Regions from separate parts of the Zea mays genome. Here all the other regions are linked to region 1. A link is a contact called in public ChIA-PET and Hi-C data. All regions are on one chromosome and are shown on one strand. Each heading gives the region's core, a stretch centred on a gene start, on an enhancer-like site or on the middle of the called end of the contact. The rest is flanking DNA. Distances are from core to core; before and after follow the strand shown. Region 1 holds the start of LOC107546748. Region 2 holds the start of LOC100275668. Region 3 holds the start of LOC100283354.

Region 1 (3,971 bases), core at 1,016-3,515:
GGCGACGTGTCCACGCAGCGCTACGCGGGGAGCGACACGACACCGCCCTCGCCCCTCGGCGAGTCAACTACCGTCCCCAAATCATCGCGTGAATCAGATGATGGCAACAGTAAAAATCAGGGTCATGTCATCTGGAACATGTGCGCGCGCACGGCACACGGCCTGCCGTCGGTTCCAAATCGCGCAAGAGATTTCGCCACTCCAACCGCCCCCGGCCCCCGCCCGGCCTGCCTGTAGTTGTGCAGGCAAATGCGCATCCTGTACAGGCTCTCGTAGCCCGGGTCCAAGAACCACGCAACAAGTAGCCTCCAGGAGTCCAAGGGCTCAGTCATGACGCATCGAGTGGCCCAAAAGGCGGCGTAGGTCGGCGCGTGGCTCGGGCCCCGCCTCCCCAGCGCGCCCCGCGCCGAGACGCCGGGAGGGGAGACGCCAGATGGACCGATTCTTCCGCGACCCGCGCGCCGTGCGACTCCGGCCGTACCCGTCTCTTCCAAAGAATTTTCACGCCCGGCGTGCGCGACAGCCGGCCACATCGCGGTTCGCGAACCGCGAGGGAAACGCAGGCCATGTCAACGCGCGGCGGGGCCGGGGCCGGGGCTGGGGCTGTGGGCGTGGTCGTCCGTCCTTCGGTGCGCGCCTTTGATTATTCCCGACGGCCGTGTTACATGTGGGGGTTGTGTATTGATCCACTGGGTGCGATGCGGGTCAAGGTCCAACCACTACTGGGAATCAGAAACCGACAGAAAAAAATGCAAAAACAACGACATTTTAAATCAGGACAAATTCCGATATAACAAAAAGGAATAGAAAATTTCATTTTTTTTCTCCCCTATCGGTAGATAACTTCTATTGTTGGACTATCAATCTGCTTGTCGGCGTGCCATCGACAAAACACACTACCAATCGTCAGGTCTATTAGAATTTTACTATCATGAACGACGACACAAAAAAAATATGATGTACTGATAGGATTTTTTTTTCAAACAAGCGCAAACACGACGGATACTAAGGGGGTGTTTGGTTTGCCCCTGCTAAAATTTAGCCACTATCACATCGAATGTTTGAACCTCCGTTCGGGGTATTAAATGTAGTCGGATTATAAAACTAATTTCTCAGCCGAAGATTAAAAAGTGAGACGAATCTAGTACAGTTGGTTGGGTCTATATTTCATACTCCTACTTGAAAGTCAAACGCTTGATGTGATCCGGGCTAAACTTTAGTCCACAGAACCAAACACCCCCTAAGAGTAAGAGGTGATAAAATATATTATATTAGATATGAAGTGCTCAACTTTAGCACACAATAGCACAAGGGGTGCTAAAGTTTAGCGCGTGGGCATCCAAGCAGGCAGGACCGAGTCCGGTAACCATGCAATAATTAAGCTGAGGCCACTTTCTTTTCTCACTGGTGGATTGCATGTCGTCATTCTGAATACCACATCGAAACTACGGTTACAAATTATGTTCATATAGTTGCCCAAATATAAGAAAAAAAAATGGAGAGAAACTAATCAACTAGCTAGCTGAACTAGAGGGGGAAAAATGCCATCTGTTTTCCAGAGAAGACGGCAATAACTTTGTGTCTTTGTCTGCTGGACAACAGTCGAACCAGTTTGTCGGGAGGGAGAGTCTCTGGTCAGCTAGACAGACGTAGGAGTAAATAGTACGTAAACATCAAGAGGAAGAATAGTAGTAAAATATAGGCATGGACAAGGACAAACGTGTACGCCAGCAGGCACGCATACGCATCCATGTTCGACCGACCTTCACGCGAGGCAACGGTGTAAAAATCATGCATGGTGCTCTCGTCGTGCCGAACTTGATCGTCGTCGTGTTCGTGTAGCGGAGGCTCTAGAGGGAGCTGAACAGGGCGAGCAGCAATAGCTGAACAAGCGCGAACTTGAAAATGACTCCAAACATCCCCACGCGTTCCAGCCAACTCCAAAACGTCCCATCCAAGTTCTACAAAAAAATGATAAGCCTGACCGGCGCTATCTGAACCCAGCGCGCTCGCACCCTTTGGACTGGTTGCTTATCCCTAAAGAAAGGGAAGAAACACAACGCGCAGGCGGCCAGGCGCACGCCGCGCACACGCATATGGCACCTTCCAGTAGCGTTGCGTCGCCCCCGGGACGACACAAACACGCACGGGACGGGACCCGGCGGTGGGAACTGGGAACCGAACACCAACCCCACCTGGCGGCGTGCGCGGGGGGCTATAAAAGCCTCCCAAGTCCCAACCTCCCTTGCTCGGCACCGCAGCTAGCTCTCCTCACAAACAGCAAACCGACTGACTCCAGTCCACACAAGGCAAGGCAGACCCGAATCGTCTTCGTCGTCGTTGTTGCGAAGAGACATACTAGTGGAGGAGTAGGCGGCCATGTCCAACGTGCCCACCTCCCTACGCGACTCCCCCCTCACCGTCTTCCGCCTCGCCATCTCCAGCTCCGACCCGTGGCCCTTCTCTTCCTGCCTCTAACCACCAGCCCCTCGAGTCCGTCCCTTCCCCTTGTTCTTCTTGCAACCGAGCAGCGACCAACCAAGCAAGCGACACCGATCGAGAGCTCCACCGATCTGGCGACCGTCATGCCCGGAAAGCACCAGCAGCACATGACGGCAACGGCAACGGCGGCGGCGGCGGCAGCAGCGCCCAAGGGGTGCGTGACGGTGCGCGTGGGCCTGGAGGGGGAGGAGCAGCGCCGGTTCGCGGTGCCGCTGGGCCACCTCAAGCACCCGCTCTTCGGCGCGCTGCTGGAGGAGGCCGAGCGCGAGTACGGCTTCCGGCACCAGGGCGCCCTCGCCATCCCCTGCCGCGTCGACCGCTTCGTCCAGCTCGAGCGCCTCATCGGCCGGGACCTCCACGGCGCCTGCGCCCACCACCTCGTCGACCTCGACGGCGCCGCCGCCGCCGCCGCGCAGCACCAGCACCAGCACCACCTCCACCTGCCGCGCTTCGTTGGCTGCTTCCGCGCCTGACGACACGGTCCGTCCGTCCGTCCGTCGAGGCGGTCGCTGCTGCTTGTTTTACTACTTGATTAACCAGCCTTTGGTGTGGCTCGTCCTCCCTCTCCGGATCTCTCCCGTTTCTGCTTGAAGCTCTGTGGCGAGAGAGACATGGGCCAGGGTGGGAGGACGATGCATCTAGCTGTTGACGATGGCGAAAAATTTGTGATGATCGTGGATATCAAGTGTAAAGATCTAGAGAGGATGATGATGTAGCTTTTCTCTATTTTCTTTTCATTTCCTTATACGTCAACACTTACTCTGCTAATACCATGCTCTGCAGAAGTACTTGTGCTAGCTCTATTCTTGTAAACTATTACTCCTTCGGTTTCAAATTATAATTTGTTTGACTTTTTTTCTCTATATTTAACCGACTCATCTTATTTATTTTTTTTTCAAAAAAAAATCCGAAACCACATTCAAACGAGAATTATAAATTGGAATTGAGGGAGTATTATTTTTTTGCAATATATGCAACGATTATTATGCTTCACAAACGCGTCAACACCAACACCAGCAGCGCATCTGATTCGATGAGCTAGACTAGCACTATAGCCAGCCGAGACTCGCTTTCCCGTCAAGCTTTCCGAGCGACGTGCCATTTCACCAGAGCAAATTCGTGAGCAGTTAACACGCGCCAGCAGGGTCCACACATAATAATAATTACTACTCCAATAGACTGTAAGTAGTTTACGTTGATGGAAAATTCGTCGTGCAAGGACAGCTCGGTTGTTGTCCACCTTTCCGAGCATATTCCATTGTAATATCCGTAGCAGCATGTACTAGTAACATTCTTATATATGTGATATGTCCGTGTCGAGCTAGCTTTTTTTTAACAGTACGTAAATATATCACTTGGAAACAGTCACGAGATAATTGTTTCTTCTCTGTCTAATCGCAGTTGCTGAATCAACAAAATCACAGCTAGCTGTTCCTTCCCCTTGCTTCCTCTAACCAAGCACGAACTAG
Region 2 (3,971 bases), core at 995-3,494, 150 kb after region 1:
CTGATTAGTTTCTTGTTACCCGACGATGAAAATAGAACCAGAGATGTTCACCTGCAAATCAAAATAAAGCAAAATAATTAACAAATGAAAATAAGTTAGCAATATAGTTATATAAAGAAGAACAAAACATTTCCCAAGAACGATTTGAACCTGGATGGTCCTGCATACACAACAAATGTTAGGGGGGAAACAAGACAAAAAAGAACATGAGGAAAACATTAAGCGTTAGAAACATAACCTGTAAAAAAGAGTTAAGAAACAGATAGAGTTGAGCTATATGAGAACAGACCGTAAATGATTCAAGCTTGATTAGGAACTTGACAAGCAAAACACTAGTAACAACTGTACAAAAACTTCAGTCAGCAAAGGCAGTCAGTTCCCTGTGCCTGGATTACAGTGCCAAAGAATCTTTCACATATTTACATTGATGGACAAATGTACACCTCAATTATAATAAATTGCATTAAAGAATCAAAATTAGAAGGAAACTTAGTTGAACACAAAGTAAAAAAACACACAAAATAACTAACTCGGAAGTGTGAAAAAAGATAAGCAGCGAATGATTTTCTGAACGTGCTACTAAATCCGAATAGGTGCTCAATCAAAGTTCACGAGTTACAACAAGGTCCCATGAAACAGAATAGAAACTACATAGACATTTATTCGGTGCATCTAAGGAGTCTTATATCCCTTCATAAAAGTCTACAAAGAAGGAATCTCTTATAGTTCCATCCTGTAACCAAAGGGAAAAAGGGTAGACAACGGAATTAGGTGGTTGGCTGAAGAAAAGGAAGTCTCGTTAGCTCTAGCTCAGGTCCATGCCATCTCCAACCTGGCTCGGGATTGGAGACACAGCTGAGTAGGACCTCTCGAAGGGGGAAGGATGCAGCTGTGCACCACGCCTGCGCTTAAAGGAGCAGCCTTCATTGCTGTCCACTTCGTGCTTCCTGCGGATACCCCTCACTGCTTGCTGCTCCAATGGAGAGAGCGGAAAAAACTGCCCACTCACTCGGCAGAGCGAGTTATGGTTGTCATAGAGGATTCTCTGGTTACAGTTTTTGTCACAGATGTGAGTGGTTCCAGTCAGTTTGCAACGGTACATGTTCCCAAAAATGTTCTCGTTCTGGCACCTCTTGTCACACTTGTGACTAGGGTTTGATCCTTCTGTGTTAAGGATTGCGGACAAGAAAATCACATTGCTGGGCTCAGCAATCACAGATTTGCCAAATACCTCCATTGCACTGCCGCAAGGAAACGCTTCACAGGCCCCTTTCAGTTTGAGGTCAGAACTTTCTGCAACTCAAAACAAAAATTTGCTTCAGAGTCCTGTCTGTGAACTATTATGCTACTGCTGAGCAGACTCATCTAAGTAATATGCGTAAGAAAGGTAGACCACTGTGCATTGACAACTGCATTGTGATAAGAACAGATTAACCGACAGTGTGTAATCTAGCATAATACAAAACAAATTATAGCACAATGATTTCGCGCCAATTTTTACCCAACTGCCAACGTCATAAATCTGAAAAAGTTCACTCACGCCTAACACTATAATAATGACATAATCCACTGGATTTCATGCAGTTTGCCCAAATCTATAAAAAATTCATGGTACCAAACCTAAATCTAAGTTGCAGATAGAACAGCTGGCATTGAACCTTGAACGATTTTAAAATTAGCCAAGTAGATATATATAGAATCTCGCAGATACAAACAAAAACTGGAGGACCTTCCCAAGTCAGCACGCATCCCTTTCAACCGGGTAGGTGAACCAGAAACCACCCTCACCATAATTAAACAAACGTGGACCCAGAAACCTAACTGCCCCACTCCTCTCCTCCTTTCACCAGTGCAATTTTACTAGATCTGAACGGTAAAACCCCTCTAACCGACAATCACCCCTATCATCCGCAATAAAATCAAATTAATTCTTCATATAGCGGCATTTCAACGTCCAAATCCACGATAAAACATGACCGAACGATAAGATTAACAACATCTAGCTAAACCAAATTCAAGACGGAGCATCTTCGTTGCTCGGACCCAAAATATTCGCGACTAAAAGGCCTATGTCGATTAAAAGCGATGGAACTTACCAGCGAGGTCGAAGGTGCAAGCCGAGGCAGAATAGATGTGGGATGGAACAGCAGGAGACGACGCGGAGGGCTTCGTCCTCCCCCTCTCTCGCTCTGTTCTCTTTCTCTCTCTACGCCCGTTAAACACGGACCACGAAGCCAACAACAACGGCAGGGGAGGAGGAAGGGGTCTCATTTATAGGATGCGCGGCCTTCGCGAAATGACCGAGATGCCCACACATGGGTCGAGCAGCTTGAGATGTCGACACGAAGCTCAGTGGCAAGTGGCAACACGCGCAGTGCCCCCCTGGCTCCGTGCACCAGCGGCGGCTCCGATTGGCTTGGCTCACGGCTCGATCAGTGGGTCCTGTCTCCGATTGATGGTTTATCCATTCTATATTTCTATACTTGACTTCTCGTACGGCAATTTAAATAAAAAAATAGAAAACATATACTGCACAGAAAAAAGGAGATTTTTTAAAGAAATAGCAATAAATATATGATGAGAAAAAATCTATATTAGGAAATAGAAAATTATATCGAAAAGTGAGAATAACATATATGTTTTGATAAAATTCGAACATATAACTTGAACAATTTTAAGACAGGGGAGTTAACTAATTTTGGAACATAGGGAATATTTCGTCAGTCATAAAATAATTGCACGTCACGCTTTAAATTATTTTAATTTTAACTAAAAACATGTAAAATAATATTAATATTATAAAAGTATATTTTAGATTTAATCTGATGATATTTATTATATGTTATATATATTATATACATTGGATTAGATGTTAAAAAGATTGACTTCTTGTAAAATAAGATGTATATTTATTTTAGGACGGATGTAGATAATATATAGACATCGGCTTGTGTTGTGTCATTGTTCTCCGGGAGTTTTGGTGAAGCTAAACTACTACTACGATTAGTTTGCTCCGTTATTTCGTGGCAACCACATGACAAATAGACACGTTTTTTATCAGCAAATACACACGTTGATGCCACCATAGCAAGATCCAGGAGGAACCCCACTAGTCAGAATCAGTAGAGCACTTTAACCCACAAGGCCACAATGGTTGTAGCACGGTTACTACATTACCCGTACTTTATAACTTACCTTTACTGATATATATAACTCGCGGTAACGTTACGATTCATTAGAGGGGAAGGGTCGACGACAACGCGAGAGGAGATATTGACGACGTCTAAAAGTCGCATAGAGGGGGTTGGATAAACGGAAACTGAAATTTACAAACTTTAAGCACAACTACAAGACAGGGTTAGCGTTAGAAATAAAACCGAGTCCGAAAGAGAGGGCGAAAACAAATCAACCAAGAAAAAAAACGAGTGACACAGTGATTTGTTTTACCGAGGTTCGGTTGTTGCAAACTGAAAGGGAAATAGGGTTACACCTTTTCCTAAATAATTTTGGTGGTTGAATTGCCCAACACAAATAATTGGACTAACTAGTTTGCTCTAGATTATAAGTTCTACAGGTGCCAAAGGTTCAACACAAACCAATAAAAAGTCTAAGAAAGGGTTCAAATAAAAAGGAGCAAAACCAACCGAAGGCTGCCCTGGTCTGGCGCACCGGACTGTCCAGTGCACCACAGGACAGTGTCCGGTGCACCAGGGTGAATCAACTCCAACTGCTCAGCTTCGGGTTTCTAGAAATGCCACTCCGCTATAATTCACCGGACTGTCCGGTGTGGCACCGGACTGTCCGGTGTGCCATGTGGAGCAACGGCTAACAGCGCCAACGGTCGTCTGCAAAAGTGAATAGTGCATGAACAGTGCGCGGACAGCGCGCGCTGAGTCAGAGCAGGCGCAGAAGGCGCACCGGACAGTGAACAGGGACTGTCCGGTGCACCACCGGACTATCCGGTGGCCCCA
Region 3 (3,971 bases), core at 639-3,138, 130 kb before region 1:
GCCAAGATCACTCACATCGATTTGGCTGACAAGAGAGATTTGTTTATTTGGAACTTACATAACAACGGTTAGTTTACGGTCCGTCCTATGTATCTTCACATAATAAATCAAAACAATCCTCTCTCCCATAAATTGATTTGGAAGTTAAAAAATTCTCTAAAAATAATATTTTCCTTTTTTATCTCCTACGGGTGGTACTTTTAACGAAGGACAACCTAAATAAGAGAAATGGGAAAGGTGGTCAAAAGTGTTAGTTTTGTAATTGTAACGAAGCCATTAAACATCTTTTCTTTGATTCTCATTATGCCGACACAATCGAGATGACTTATAGCCACCGGGTTAACCCCTCTATCCCACATGTTAGGGAGTTGTCTATCAAGTTTTGGTTTAAAAGTGAAGAAATATATTCTGGTTGGGCTAGCTGCCTTATGTTTGGCAATTTTGAGATTTATTAATGATCTAATTTTTGAAAATTACAAATAGACTTCTTTAATGCAGGCTACTTTTAGGGGGGGACATATTGGTTGCAGTTCGGGGCACTGCTGCAGCGTGATAATGAAACAAAGGAGTCTTTTGGGTTAACAAGCATAAAACTAGAGACCACTGCATTGGAGTTGTTTGTTCCTATGGATGAAAATTTAATAATAAACTGTCGTGCATAATTTTTGTATTTCTTGTTTCGCTGACTTATCTTCAACAATGTCGTTGAAACTAGGTAATAATGTAAACATTGTGTGTGAAGACGCATTGCGGGAAGTCTCTTCCATTTTCTAAAAAAATCAAAAGGGAAGGACAGACAGACCCAGTTTGCAAATTATGTGACTGCAGACAAGAAACTCATCTGCACATGATAGCTAAATGCAGCTATGCCAAAAGGCTATGGCGGCAGGTGGGACTTTCACATAATGAGCAAGGTCTGTCAACTAACACGATAAACATCAGGGAGTGGTGGATGCAGATTTTACCAAAACGCAGGGGCAAGGGGATGAGGTGCAGCGAGCAAGTCCAATAACCTACAGTGCTTGGAATTTGTGGAAGGAGAGATGCTGGCGAATCTTTGATAATAGGTGCACACCACAGCAATAACTTCTGCAAGGCATCGTTAATGATGTACAGATGAAAGGCCTAGCACACGAGGATAATCCGTAGTACTTCACTAGTTTCCCAGTTTTTTCATTATTTGCTGTTTTCATTACCCTGTAAATATTCAGACTTTGCTTTGTACTGGATGAAAAGGCAGAGCACCTGCCAGTTCTGTTGAAAAAGAAGTCATCCAGGCAAGATTCACGAAAACTAGGAAGGTTTTTGGCATCTTCTATTTACAGAGAAAATAAATAGAGTAATGCCTGTACACCGTGACGTGCCAACAGCAAATCTCTAGGTTCATTAATTCGGAACGTTCTCGTACCACAGCTTGTACGTGCTCTACTACCTAGAGTCACAGGCAGGGGACCCAAGCAGTTCCAACGAACGGCAGAACGAGCCTCAAGTCGACATAAATCCGGAGAGAAACACGTCGATTTATTACAGTAGATACCGTCGGGTTGAAGTGATCCAGGGTTTGGTTCATCCAGTGCTCCTCCCGAGTCAGGTAACGGTCCGCGCCGCCGAGGAAGCCCCCTCCTCCGGCGGTCGGCGGCGGGAGCCAGAGACTGACGGCCTCGCCGCCTCGCGCGAGCATGAGGAGGATGGCGGCCGCGGTGACGAGGTGCACGGCGGCGGTGGCGATGCGGGCGGACGCGGACCCCATCGCCGGCTGCTTGATGCGGACCGGTAGTGGGATCGATGGGAGTGGTGAAATGGAGATCCTTTGGAGCTCAACAGGGCAAGAGCAAGCAAAGCAACTGCCAAAGGCGGCGCCGGGCGAAACCGTACACGGAAATTTTTTTTCTTCCCTTTGTGGGGGAGGGAAGAAGAAGCGTGCGCGGTTCTTTTTTTTTTCCTTTTCCAAGTCCAAGAGAGGTGCGGGTTTCTTTTTTGTTTTGCGAGTGCAAGTGTACACCTACTTCGTTCTTTTCTTTCCTTTTATTTTGAGTCAATTTTGTGCTCCCTATTCAGAAAACAATATAATTTTTAGTATAGTATCAAGTTATATTATTCTGAGTTTATCTAACTACATAATGTATACAAAACAAATATTTATGATATATATTATTATATTAGTCAAATGCGATTTTTATATATAATATAGATAGATATTGATTAAATGAGATATTTATATAAACATAATTACACTTTTTATTTTCCAAATATTAGTATATGTATATTTAAAATAAGCAAACATATATTTTGGTGGAAAGCGTTGACTCCCCAATCTTCCATCATTTTTGCCGCGATTTCCTGCACAGCGCGCTGTGCGCGGAGTAACGCAGGAATGAATTATTCCCGTAATATTTTTTTGCAATTTATTATATATTTAGAAACTTTAATAAATGATGTCTTAGTACTTGTTTGGACCGAGGTGAGATAGAAGAACATCTCTAACAACTTCTAAAAATATTTCTCACAATACATAGATATTGAGATATTCCTAACACTTTACATCCTAAAAAATTACTACTACTCCAACAACTCCCAAAAAAATCCATACACTCCATCTTCACAATCTGCTAAAGTAACAGGAACTATATCGCTAAATAAGGATGTAAATGGTCGGTAAAATTCGGTAAATTTTTGGTACGTTTACCGATTTTTTCCACCGTTTTCAGATTTTTCAGGATATACGGAAAACGGGTCGGAAACGAGATATATTGTTACGAAAACGGTACGTTAAACAGTGAGACATAATTACCGTCCGTTTTCGGATTTCTCAGAAAAAACCGATATTTCCCGTTTTTTACTGTATTTTTTAGATCCACAAAACAAGTGATCCAGACGACATGCCACATAATTTCTAGTTTATGTATCGTGTGTTTAAGACTTATATACTATGTGATTAAAACTTTAGTGGACATGTATGATCATTTATGTGTGGTCATGACCATGTATTGTGTATTTGTGTGGTTGAGACCTATATGTGGATGTGAATGAACAATCGTGTTTTAAGACTTGTGTTGTGTGTTAAAATTTAAGAGTGGGCATGTATGAGTGTATGACCAATTATATGTGGACAGTATTGTGTTTTGTGTACTTTTGTGAATGAGACTTGTATGTGGATGTGAATGAACAATTGTGTGGTTAGGATTTGTTTATTGTGAGATTTTCCAATTACAGTTACATTTTTCCGATCAATTTCGAGCTATTTTGCTCGGATTTATCCGTTTTCGATATACTGAAATTTATCGGCCGTTATCCGTTTCCGACTTTCCCGTTTACCGATTCGGACCGAACAAAAAAGTATATGGGTGAAATCGGTGAGAAGTTTTTTCTGACTTATAGACCGTTTCACCCTTATTGCTAAATGACTTGCCCCAAAACATGTTGATATTTACGGTCAGACCATATATGGCTTCAATTCTTTTGGACCAGCAGCCTACAAAATGCACATATTATAAAACAAATTTCATTAGTAATATTGGGCTGCACATTCGAAAGGCTATTCACTTGGGCTTTGGCTCTTCCCTTGTAGTGCGGAGAGCCAGGAGACATTCATTGATTGAGTGAGATTAATGGGGCCGCATTTTATGGCATCAGGCCGTCATGGGCTATAGGATTTCGTCGGTCTTCACTTTGTACTATCAGTTTGATGGGCTCTAGGACAGGAAGTAATAACGAAGAAAAAGAAGAAGAAACGCCAACGCTTCCAACAAAGTCACGGATGGGGATATCAGGCATTTTGCGCGGCGCACTCGAAACAGCGAGGCGGAGCATCAGGCATCATCAGCACGGCGCTAAACGCTTGCGGTCAAAATTTTGAAAAGGCGCCGGGCCGGGGCGAGGCGATCGAGCCGGGCCCGGGCGCTGCCAAGCCGCGTACGTGCGCGCAGGCCCGCGCCGCAGCAGAAGGGAACAAAGCAACACACCAAGGAGGG

What was found. A called contact is a pair of places that touch in the nucleus more often than the background predicts. ChIA-PET counts read pairs in DNA pulled down with a chosen protein or histone mark.
Region 2: a Hi-C map of tassel shows a contact between it and region 1, with 4 times the contacts expected there. The contact joins the promoter of LOC100275668 here to the promoter of LOC107546748 in region 1. A contact is called at or near these places in 2 of 25 Hi-C or Micro-C datasets (ear and tassel).
Region 3: a contact with region 1 is called in an H3K4me3 ChIA-PET map of seedling, with 3 times the contacts expected there. The contact joins the promoter of LOC100283354 here to the promoter of LOC107546748 in region 1. A contact is called at or near these places in 10 of 25 Hi-C or Micro-C datasets (bundle sheath, ear, endosperm and 4 more) and 2 of 3 datasets of contacts at active chromatin or transcription factors (leaf and seedling).

The regions. Positions count from the first base shown.
Region 1 is chr1:229,897,091-229,901,061 of Zm-B73-REFERENCE-NAM-5.0, forward strand. LOC107546748 reads left to right here and starts at 2,266. Exons shown (of 1, transcript NM_001322423.1): 1 at 2,266-3,074. The coding sequence starts at 2,586. The coding sequence ends at 2,975.
Region 2 is chr1:230,051,249-230,055,219 of Zm-B73-REFERENCE-NAM-5.0, forward strand. It overlaps LOC100275668, which reads right to left and starts at 2,245. Exons shown (of 4, transcript NR_153787.1): 1 at 2,097-2,245; 2 at 1,232-1,293; 3 at 1-51.
Region 3 is chr1:229,769,130-229,773,100 of Zm-B73-REFERENCE-NAM-5.0, forward strand. It overlaps LOC100283354, which reads right to left and starts at 1,889. Exons shown (of 14, transcript NM_001366962.1): 1 at 1,538-1,889. The coding sequence starts at 1,750.